Regions from separate parts of the Mus musculus genome. Here region 2 is linked to region 1. Evidence: chromatin contacts called from public Hi-C data. All regions are on one chromosome and are shown on one strand. The core of a region is the stretch at or near the end of the contact, and the rest is flanking DNA. Distances in the headings are between cores, read along the strand shown.

Region 1 (3,988 bases), core at 1,107-3,606:
TAAACAACACAGCTGAGAATTTGTAGCAATAATAAAGACAAATTGTGCAAAACAATAGCTCAGCAACACTTATCAGAAATAATTTGGATTTCTTCACTAACTGGTCCACAGTTAAAATTTATTGTTATCTTTTTATTTATAAAGCCTATAGTTTAGTATACACATTAAAAAAAAACCCAACCTATCATGTCTAGATGACTGATCAACTACACAAAGATAATAAAGTTAGGAAAGCCCCAGAAGAAAAGAAATGAAAAGGGACTAGGGCAATCACTTAACATCGCCACCACCCACTTAGGACTGTCAGTCTTCCAGGTCACCAAGAGGCTTTTAAGACCTTTAGTAAGGGAAGTGACCTGATGAAAGAGACCTTTTCTCTCTCCGCACTAATGGAGAGCAGCATGGGGACAGCCTAGGTAGGAGACGAAGTGAAGGTGTAACAGGCTTGGGTGGGACAGCAGGGATGTGGACAGCAGCACTGTCAGAGTGAGCTCTCCGGGATCCTGTTGTCACTCATACCTAGTTAGCAGCAGAAACGTGAGGTAGCTGAGTTACAAAGCTTACTTAAAAACAACAGGCAAAACAGGAAAAGCCAAATAGTGATGGTTACATATTAAAAAGGAAATTCTAATTCCAGTATTGAAAAACACATGCCCTGTTACTTCTCAGTATTGCTCCTGTTTTCACTATCCCAGAACGTAACAATAAATCTTTCCACAGTAACACACCTTAACACAACACCATAAAATGGTGACCAAGACAGTTCTCCAAAGGGAAGTGCTGCTTGTATCCATCACAGAGAAAACGCAAAAGAAAAAGGCTACCAAACACAGCCAAGGCCATCAGCCAATACTGCATCAGTGCCAACAGGACAATCCAGTTCACTGCAGCCAATTTCCTAGACTCACCCTGGTAATTTAGAGATTAGAAAACACATAAACAGTGTAAGAGACACTCTCACAAACTATGATCAAGTCTGCGTCTCAGGCATCTATTCTTGATTTTTAAGGTATTGTCAAAGAGTATAGACTCTGATGTGATAAAGAACTAGCTGGTGGTTATCATTCTTATAGAATTATGGACACAATGACCTAACTTCTCCAAAAGTGACTACATTACAAACACACATGGCTGTGTACAGATAAGGGCAAAACACTCTACCCTGCAGAGACGCTCAAGCAGGAAGAAAGACAATTCAAAATAGCTTCAGGAAGTCCCTGAAACTGACCAGATTCACTAGGCCTCTCTTGCCACTGTAAAGAATAAAAGCTAAGAGTCCCATTGAAGGGAAGCTGAGCTACAAAGACAATCAGACAAGCTGAGGGGCAAAGATGACTCTGAGACCAGACCAGCTACCTGAAAGGGGTTTAGACCAACTGAAGAACTTGGAAAGGACACTCTGCAATCAGTTGAGCTGTCTGCAGGCTGTACAGGGTGTCCCAGGTTCCTAGCTTTTGTGACCTGCCATTCATGCTGGGAAGGCATTGGTGATGTAGCTGTCTTTGAGCCATTTCTGCTCCAGTGAGTAGCCCCTCAGCCACACTTCTGTAAGAAACCCCAATAAACCTACTGGTTCATAAACTTGGACTTTGGTGGTGTCTATACTTCACTCTGCTATAAATCCCTATCTGGAGTGAATATACCTGTGTGTTGTGTCTTCCCAGGAAAAATTCTGTCGTACAACAATAATGCTCAGGACAACAAAACTTAGAAACCGCTTTACTTCAAAGGAAAGAAAGAACAGTGTTTTAGAGAGACTTCTACTTAAGACTGCTTAGGCATAACCTAATGATGACAGGGGCTGACTTATTAAAGGCTGGGCAGAATTTCCTAGCAGTAGTCTCCTGAAGGTGTAACATCACTCAGACATTAGAATAACTATGTTTTAAATTAAAAATCTTCAAAAATAATAAAACTCAATTCTTCACAAATTATACTTTCCCAAATTAAAAACCTCGACAATTGCTAGGTCACCAGATCTCCTTGCTAGCAATGAGTTTTTTCCTATGCCAATGAAAGACTCTATAGTAAACCATAGCTACTTCCATTCCATTCATAATGGTAGGGACATCATAATGATTGGCATAAGGAGAACTGCAGAGGGCAGTGATGTTTCCTCTTTTTAAAAAATAGCTTAAAAGAGCATTTGCAACAAAAGTGTGAGTGAAGAACAGGGAGAAATGTTCAAGTAGGAGCTTAGCTCAACTACGATCCCAAGTGTCCTGTATCAGGACTGCTCAGTAAAGACTTGTCCTGTACTTAGAAGGGCATCCTCATGCTAACTCATGGATAGATGGATAGCACGCAAGTGACTGTAATACCGTAGTAAACGAGAGCAGAACCGCAAACTGGGTGTTGTGAGGAAATACCAGGAAGCCAGAACACAAAGCTTCACTCAGGGCTTGGGTCATACACAGCTCAGTGATAAAAGCACTTGCCTACCATGAGCAGGGCTGGGCCACTAGATGCAAGCAAACCAAACCCACAAACTCACCAACAAGAACAAAAATAGAGGAAAAAAAACCCCACTAAAAACAAACAAAAAACCCCCCAAACCCTAACAAGTTACATAAGGTAAAGTTCTAAGAGTGAGAGACACCCTAGCAGGTATAAAGTTAAAGCAGTTAATTGCACAGCACATCCAATGTAAACTTTGAAAACTCCATTTCAAAAGACGATGAAAACCAAGGAGAAATCCAGATGGCCTCAAGCTTCAAACTCATAACAGAGCTTGAATTATTCTTTAATGAAGAAAGAGATAATCACACTTCAGCATTCATGGGAACCTGGAGTAACAGCACTTGTTAGAAATTAGTGGATAGCAAACCCCAGCTAAGGGCCAGTGTACAGGGCACAGCAGAACAGGCAAGTGTGACTGCAATCCCAACTCCTAACACAAAGCACTGTCTCTAAGAGAAATCCAACACTGGAGTCCTCTCCTCAATCTGATAAGCTGGGAAATGTTACCTATGATTAATTATTATGACATAATAATAAGATAGATAATTCCTAAAATGTAGACTGAACAATGCAGTATGTGGTAACAAAGGCTAACTCTTTTCACTCCTAACTTTTAAAGCACTATTAAATAAAAGGGAACAGTAGTTGTTACAGAAACAATTACAGAGAGAATCAAAAGTAATTAACAGTCTCCTTCAACTTCCTTTGATACTTTATTAATTCAAGTAAGTGCTCATGGCACACAGTCAAAGAAAGCGTGTTACACAGGCGCACTGTCAGGCTTTACCAACAGTAACCTAATGTAGGCTTCAAACTGTCACAGCACACGTGACTGCAGATAAACTCATGCATGTCAAATTGTGCATCACATGCTTTTCAGAACCAGGTTCATATTTAAATTAGCTTAAGAATACACACAATTACAAGATGTATTCAATAAAAATAACAGAGAGGTTTAAACAATGCTGAGGACTTTACAGTCAAGTCTCTAGGGGAGGTGAGCGGGGGCCCAAGCCTTTCATCCCTTATGGAGGGAAATGTGAGTGGGCTGGCTAAAATACTCTGCAGGCCCCTCTCAATATTCCCGACGACATCAAGAAATAATAATTAGATTTGAAGCTGTCATTATTACAGCCAGGAACACTTAATCTCCAAAGCAGCAGAGTCTTAATTGAGACTATGATTAAATGACACACATACATCCAAATACATCCTCACATCTGGCTTAAAGTGTGTTTTGTCTCATTGAAATTATTACACTTGTAATTCTGTCTAGACAATGCCAAATATAGTTTGCCACATAATAGTTAAAGCAAATGTAGTTAACAGTTTGTGTACTCCTCACATCCTTTCACTATAATATACGTGGTGCAGAGTAGCATGGTGGACTACGGAAGACAGGAATCTATGATGTTGAGCCTTCTGATAGAACACACGGGCTGCTTGGAAATACTTGCTTTACTGTTTGTGTGTATGTGCAGTGTATTTGTGTGTACACATAGGCCAGGGGCTGTCATCTTGTTCTTTT
Region 2 (4,588 bases), core at 27-2,526, 520 kb before region 1:
ATCCGCAATGATGGCCAACTGGCCTTTACTCTGTATTAGTCGATGGATGGAAGAATGTGAAACACTGAAAACCAGCAAGAGAGCTGAGCAAGAGGAATCTGCACTTGGCTTTGACTTCTGGTGACTTCCAGGTCTTGCCTGTGTTTATAACCCTTTTCCGTCAATACTCAGTGAAAAGCTTGGTTAGGAGCTGGGAAAAGGATCTGGGCAAACATTCTAGATGGCAAAGTCTAGAAAGAACAGTCTCCACTGTGGGCAGGCACAACCTCAAGGCACAGAATGGAAGGCTCTGGAGTTTCAGCTAAAACCTCTCTGCTCTTTTGTCCTTGACAAAGGGATTTTCCGTCTTCATGCCTGAAGTTTCTTATCAGTATAGACGAATGGCCTGTATAGTGCATATACACCCTGTTGGCGGCACTCAGCTTAAAAATACATAATTAGATTAACTGAACCATGCACGGTGGCAGTATCGTGTCAAAGAACTTAAGTATAAGAAGTAATAGCCTGAAATCAAACTTGAGGAATTGAATTCAGTAGTGCAGCTTGCATAAAGAGTAAGCATTTACATGCCTTTAATCTAAGACTTCAACATTGTTTGTCTCTGCAGCTTATTTAAGCATCCATTTCACAGTTGTAAGAGTTTAAGTAAACCCTCCCGTCGACTCAATCTATGCGAAGCCGACCCTGGTCATTTCAGCTTGACACGATTCAGCAATTTTTGAAATTCATATTCTAGTCATTCAAGTAAATGAACAGTGTCATTTGGTTATTTGATGTGATCTTTTTAAAGTGGGCCTTTTGAGAAACTGCTTCTGGGTATCAATGGTAAAATGAAAACACTGGCTAACATAATAAAAGCAGGAAAATTAATTTCAGGGCATTTAAACCCTCTCCTGCTTCCTGGGCTCACAGGGCTTTAGAAGTTCAGAACGGTTCTCTGATGTCAGTGTTCTCTGAAAGCAAATCCTTTCAAATCCATATGGTGGACATCTTTGAGTCCCATGCTGCTTACATTTTTCGGTGCCTCAGAAAGTGGAATTTCTCCCTTTTAATCCTCAAAAACTGAGCCCAAATTGTTTTACCCACCTGCAGCTCCCTCAGAGGAGCATAACTTTTTGATTCAACCCATCATTTCTGTATATTCCAGAAACGCCAATTATCCCCACTTGAGCCCAAACCATTGTTATTAGTCACTGAATCTCAGCTGGGAGGATGGAGGCCATCTCTTGCGTGTGACTCATTATGAAGATGTTAAACAAATGCAAATGCCAAGGAAGCAAAGCTCTTACTTCCCCAGTTCTGGGCTGCAGGCTTCCTCTTTGTGGATGCGATGCGTCCATACGTGGAGGAGAGGAACGTGAACCCTGATGGGCTGTTTCTCTGAAAGAGGTCTTTGAACCACATACTGCTTACAAGGCATACGTTTCTAGGAACACCAACAGCAAAGCATGATGTTCAAATCCTTTCCCCAAAGCCAAGCTAGTGGCCTGATCTCAAGAAGCTAATGACTTGACCAGCAATGCCCCTTGGTGTTACAAAAGATACTTTCTCATCAGGTAGCTTATAGAAAGAAGCTGTAAGTGATACCAAATCCCCAGCTTATTGATACTTAATACTTGCCTCGGACATTCAGAACTAGGAAAAATAAATTACCATTGTCTAAGTCATGCAGTCTGAGCTATTTTATTATAGCAGAGCAAGTAAACTAATATACTATCTTAGCCTCCTTTCTGTTCCTGGGAAGAAAATCATGATCAAAAGCAACCCAGGGAGGAAAGGGTTATTTGGCTTACATTGTCTCAACCATGGTTTACCACTGAGGGAAGTCAAGACAGGAGGAAGCCATGCAGATTATGAACTGGGGCAGGAACTGAAGCAGAAACCATTGAGGAATTCTGCTTCCTGACTTGCTCCCCTTGGCTTGGGTAATCTGCTTTCTTAGACCACCCAGGACCAGTCACCCAGGGTACCACCCACAGGATCCCACATCAGTCCTTAGTTAAGAAAATGCCCCTACAGACTTACCTATAACCAGTCTGATGGAGGCACTTTCTCAATTGAAGTTCCTTCTTCCCAGATGATTGTAACTTATGTCAAGCTGATAAAACCAAAACCAAAACAACAACAAACCCAAAGAACAACAACAAAAAAACAAACCATAATATACTATCCTACAAATTATTGCATAATCCATAATTTTAGATTTCAGATGCTCTAAATATGAATTATTCTTCTCCCCTCTATTCATAATACCTAGAAGACTATCTTGTAAATGTCAATAAATGCTGGTTCACCCAATAGCTGAAGGAAGTAGTTTCCTGACTTATTAAATTGCCTTCTGCCTTATCTTCCGGATACTAAATGCTTTGAACAGTTGTCTCTGTCTCACCCCAATGTTAAGTTTATCTCCAAGCTTCTGAGACATCATAAGGGACATCAGCCATGTCAGGGACACCCTCTGATATACACACAGAAGTTGGACTCTAGAGCTGATATATTTACACAGAGGTTCCAGTCAACAAACCCCACCAGCAGAGCACAATGTTCATGGTCCTCCCCTCTATGCAAGCTAGTGGCATCACCTCAGGGAATCTGGAGCTGCCCCTAAGCACGTTTCTTTGGATTGCCAGGTATTAACGGGAGAGGAGGAAGCTCATTTGTTGATCCAGTGAATGAAGGGTGGGAGGCCAGCTCTGTGGAGATTTGAAAGTTGCCGCACATTATTCTGTAACTACCATTATAAAACTTGCTTGTGCCCAGATTTCTCTTTTTTGCTTTTTTTTTTTAAAAAGGAAAGAATCACAGGATACATGTATATATTAACTTAGAAAGAGAACGTATGAACAAGACATGATTATACCTCAAAACATTTTCTTTCAACATCATTGACAGCTCAAGCCCCCGGGCCCCAGAAAATTCTGAGCAAGGAAGTGCTCTCGACTGAGTATTAATACACCTATAAAAGCTATATTTGACTTTATGTGTCTTACCCTCTACTCGACTCAGCCATTCTTGCTTAAGAAACGCTATGTTGAAATGGAATGCTATTTTATGTGAATAAGGGTGAGTCCTCTCATAAAAGGATGAACTTGCCTAACACAAAGATACCAGGGACCATCTGAGTTCAGATCCATTTCCTTTTGTGAGTGTAAAAAAAAAAATCCAGTTTACTCAGTAATAAAGCAATTATTGATTCTTTCCACAATCATTTCAAGGCCCTAGGCTTCCTTAGTGTTTCAGCCTCACTGAAGGACTTTAAACAACTTTACTCTCCCTTCCACACTTAAAAAGAAGGCATGCTTCAAGTGAGACTTTAAGGACAAGAGTCTCCCCTTCAACTTGAGATAATTTACTTCCAAAAGCTCCTGGAATCCATATTAAATGTTTGTTGTGTAAAAAACACTATGTGAATACCCTAAGAATCATAAAGAACAAAAATGTTTGAAATATTTCCACCGGTGAGGAGCTTATAATAAAGACAAAGATTTAAAGACAAACAAACAAAAGACTGAATCATGATTGGTACAGATCCGCTATAGTTTAATCCCTCACCCCCCAGAGGTTCATGTTCTGGGAATTTGGTCTTGAGTGTGGTGCTGTGACAAGGGCTTGAACCTTTAAAATATGAAACATACTGGTAGGGAAGAGGTCTTTGGAGGTGCTTCTCTTAGGTAGGACAAATACAGTCACTGGGGGCTTCAGCTCGTTCCTACAAGAGTCGATAATAAAAAGAACAACTAACTCCTACACAGGCTCTGGCTTTCTGTTAAGTCACATGGTCTACACCCATGTTGCCTCCCAGCAGCATCCAAAATACAAACCATGAACAGATCTTGGAGAGGAAATAAATGTTTTTCTGTGTAGACCTTCTAGCTCCCATGGTCAGAGGTTTGAACTGTTAATTCCCCATCCTTTAAGCCACCTCAATTCCCTATTTTTAAGTCTGGGAACAGTGAGTTAACCAAAGTTCAATGTTTTCCAAGCGAAGCATTAGAAACTGTCATGTTTTCCATGACACCAGGTCAAGCGGCAATGGGTTTCTGATGTGAAATCTCTTGGATTTATTCAAAAGTCCCTATCACCGACAGGCTTACATTAATCTAATTTTCTGTTCCACTAAAACCTTGAATGTTAAGCTAGATTTGTGTTAAGAACAGGGATGAGAGTTTACATCACTAGCCTTAAGAGGAGAGGATCAGCAGTCAATGTTTTATTATTCCGGGTTGATGTGTGATCAGCTAAAGAATCTCATTAAAATCGTATTTCCAGGAAATGAACTCATTTATAGCTCCCTGCTTGGTAGTATGTTTGTTACTAGAGCAAGGGGGAGGTGAAATGATTCACAAGATGCCAACCCTGGGCTGAATGAGCATCCATCCACACTACACACTGCTTCTACATCATTGACTTCTTCACAAGTCACATAAAACTCTGATCTACACACCCTCTAAGTGCGCAGATAAAATCCCATCCCCAGACCTGAAAGACGCATTATTGCCTAAGAAAACCCAGAATTGCTGGATGTTTTCCTTTCCTCTGACTTACAACGCACGTCATCAACCACGTAAAGGGAAAGAAGGATGCGCAG

Evidence for each region. A called contact is a pair of places that touch in the nucleus more often than the background predicts.
Region 2: a contact with region 1 is called in a Hi-C map of bone marrow-derived macrophages, with 18 read pairs. The contact joins two enhancer-like sites. A contact is called at or near these places in 1 of 39 promoter capture datasets (cranial neural crest), 2 of 484 Hi-C or Micro-C datasets (bone marrow-derived macrophages and cortical neurons) and 1 of 9 other capture datasets (embryonic stem cells).

What each region holds. Positions count from the first base shown.
Region 1 is chr10:44,340,414-44,344,401 of GRCm38.p6, reverse strand. All of the region lies in intron 6 of Atg5 (autophagy related 5), which reads right to left. Among named protein-coding and RNA genes, the nearest start is that of Mir1929, 17 kb to the left of the region's middle. Within about 2 kb of position 2,356, at least 23 of the 459 cell types and tissues checked have an H3K27ac peak or open chromatin away from gene starts, as enhancers often do. A contact at or near this core is called in bone marrow-derived macrophages, where this site is marked.
Region 2 is chr10:44,855,584-44,860,171 of GRCm38.p6, reverse strand. No RefSeq gene overlaps it. Among named protein-coding and RNA genes, the nearest start is that of Gm40638, 85 kb to the left of the region's middle. Within about 2 kb of position 1,276, at least 1 of the 459 cell types and tissues checked has an H3K27ac peak or open chromatin away from gene starts, as enhancers often do. A contact at or near this core is called in bone marrow-derived macrophages, where this site is marked.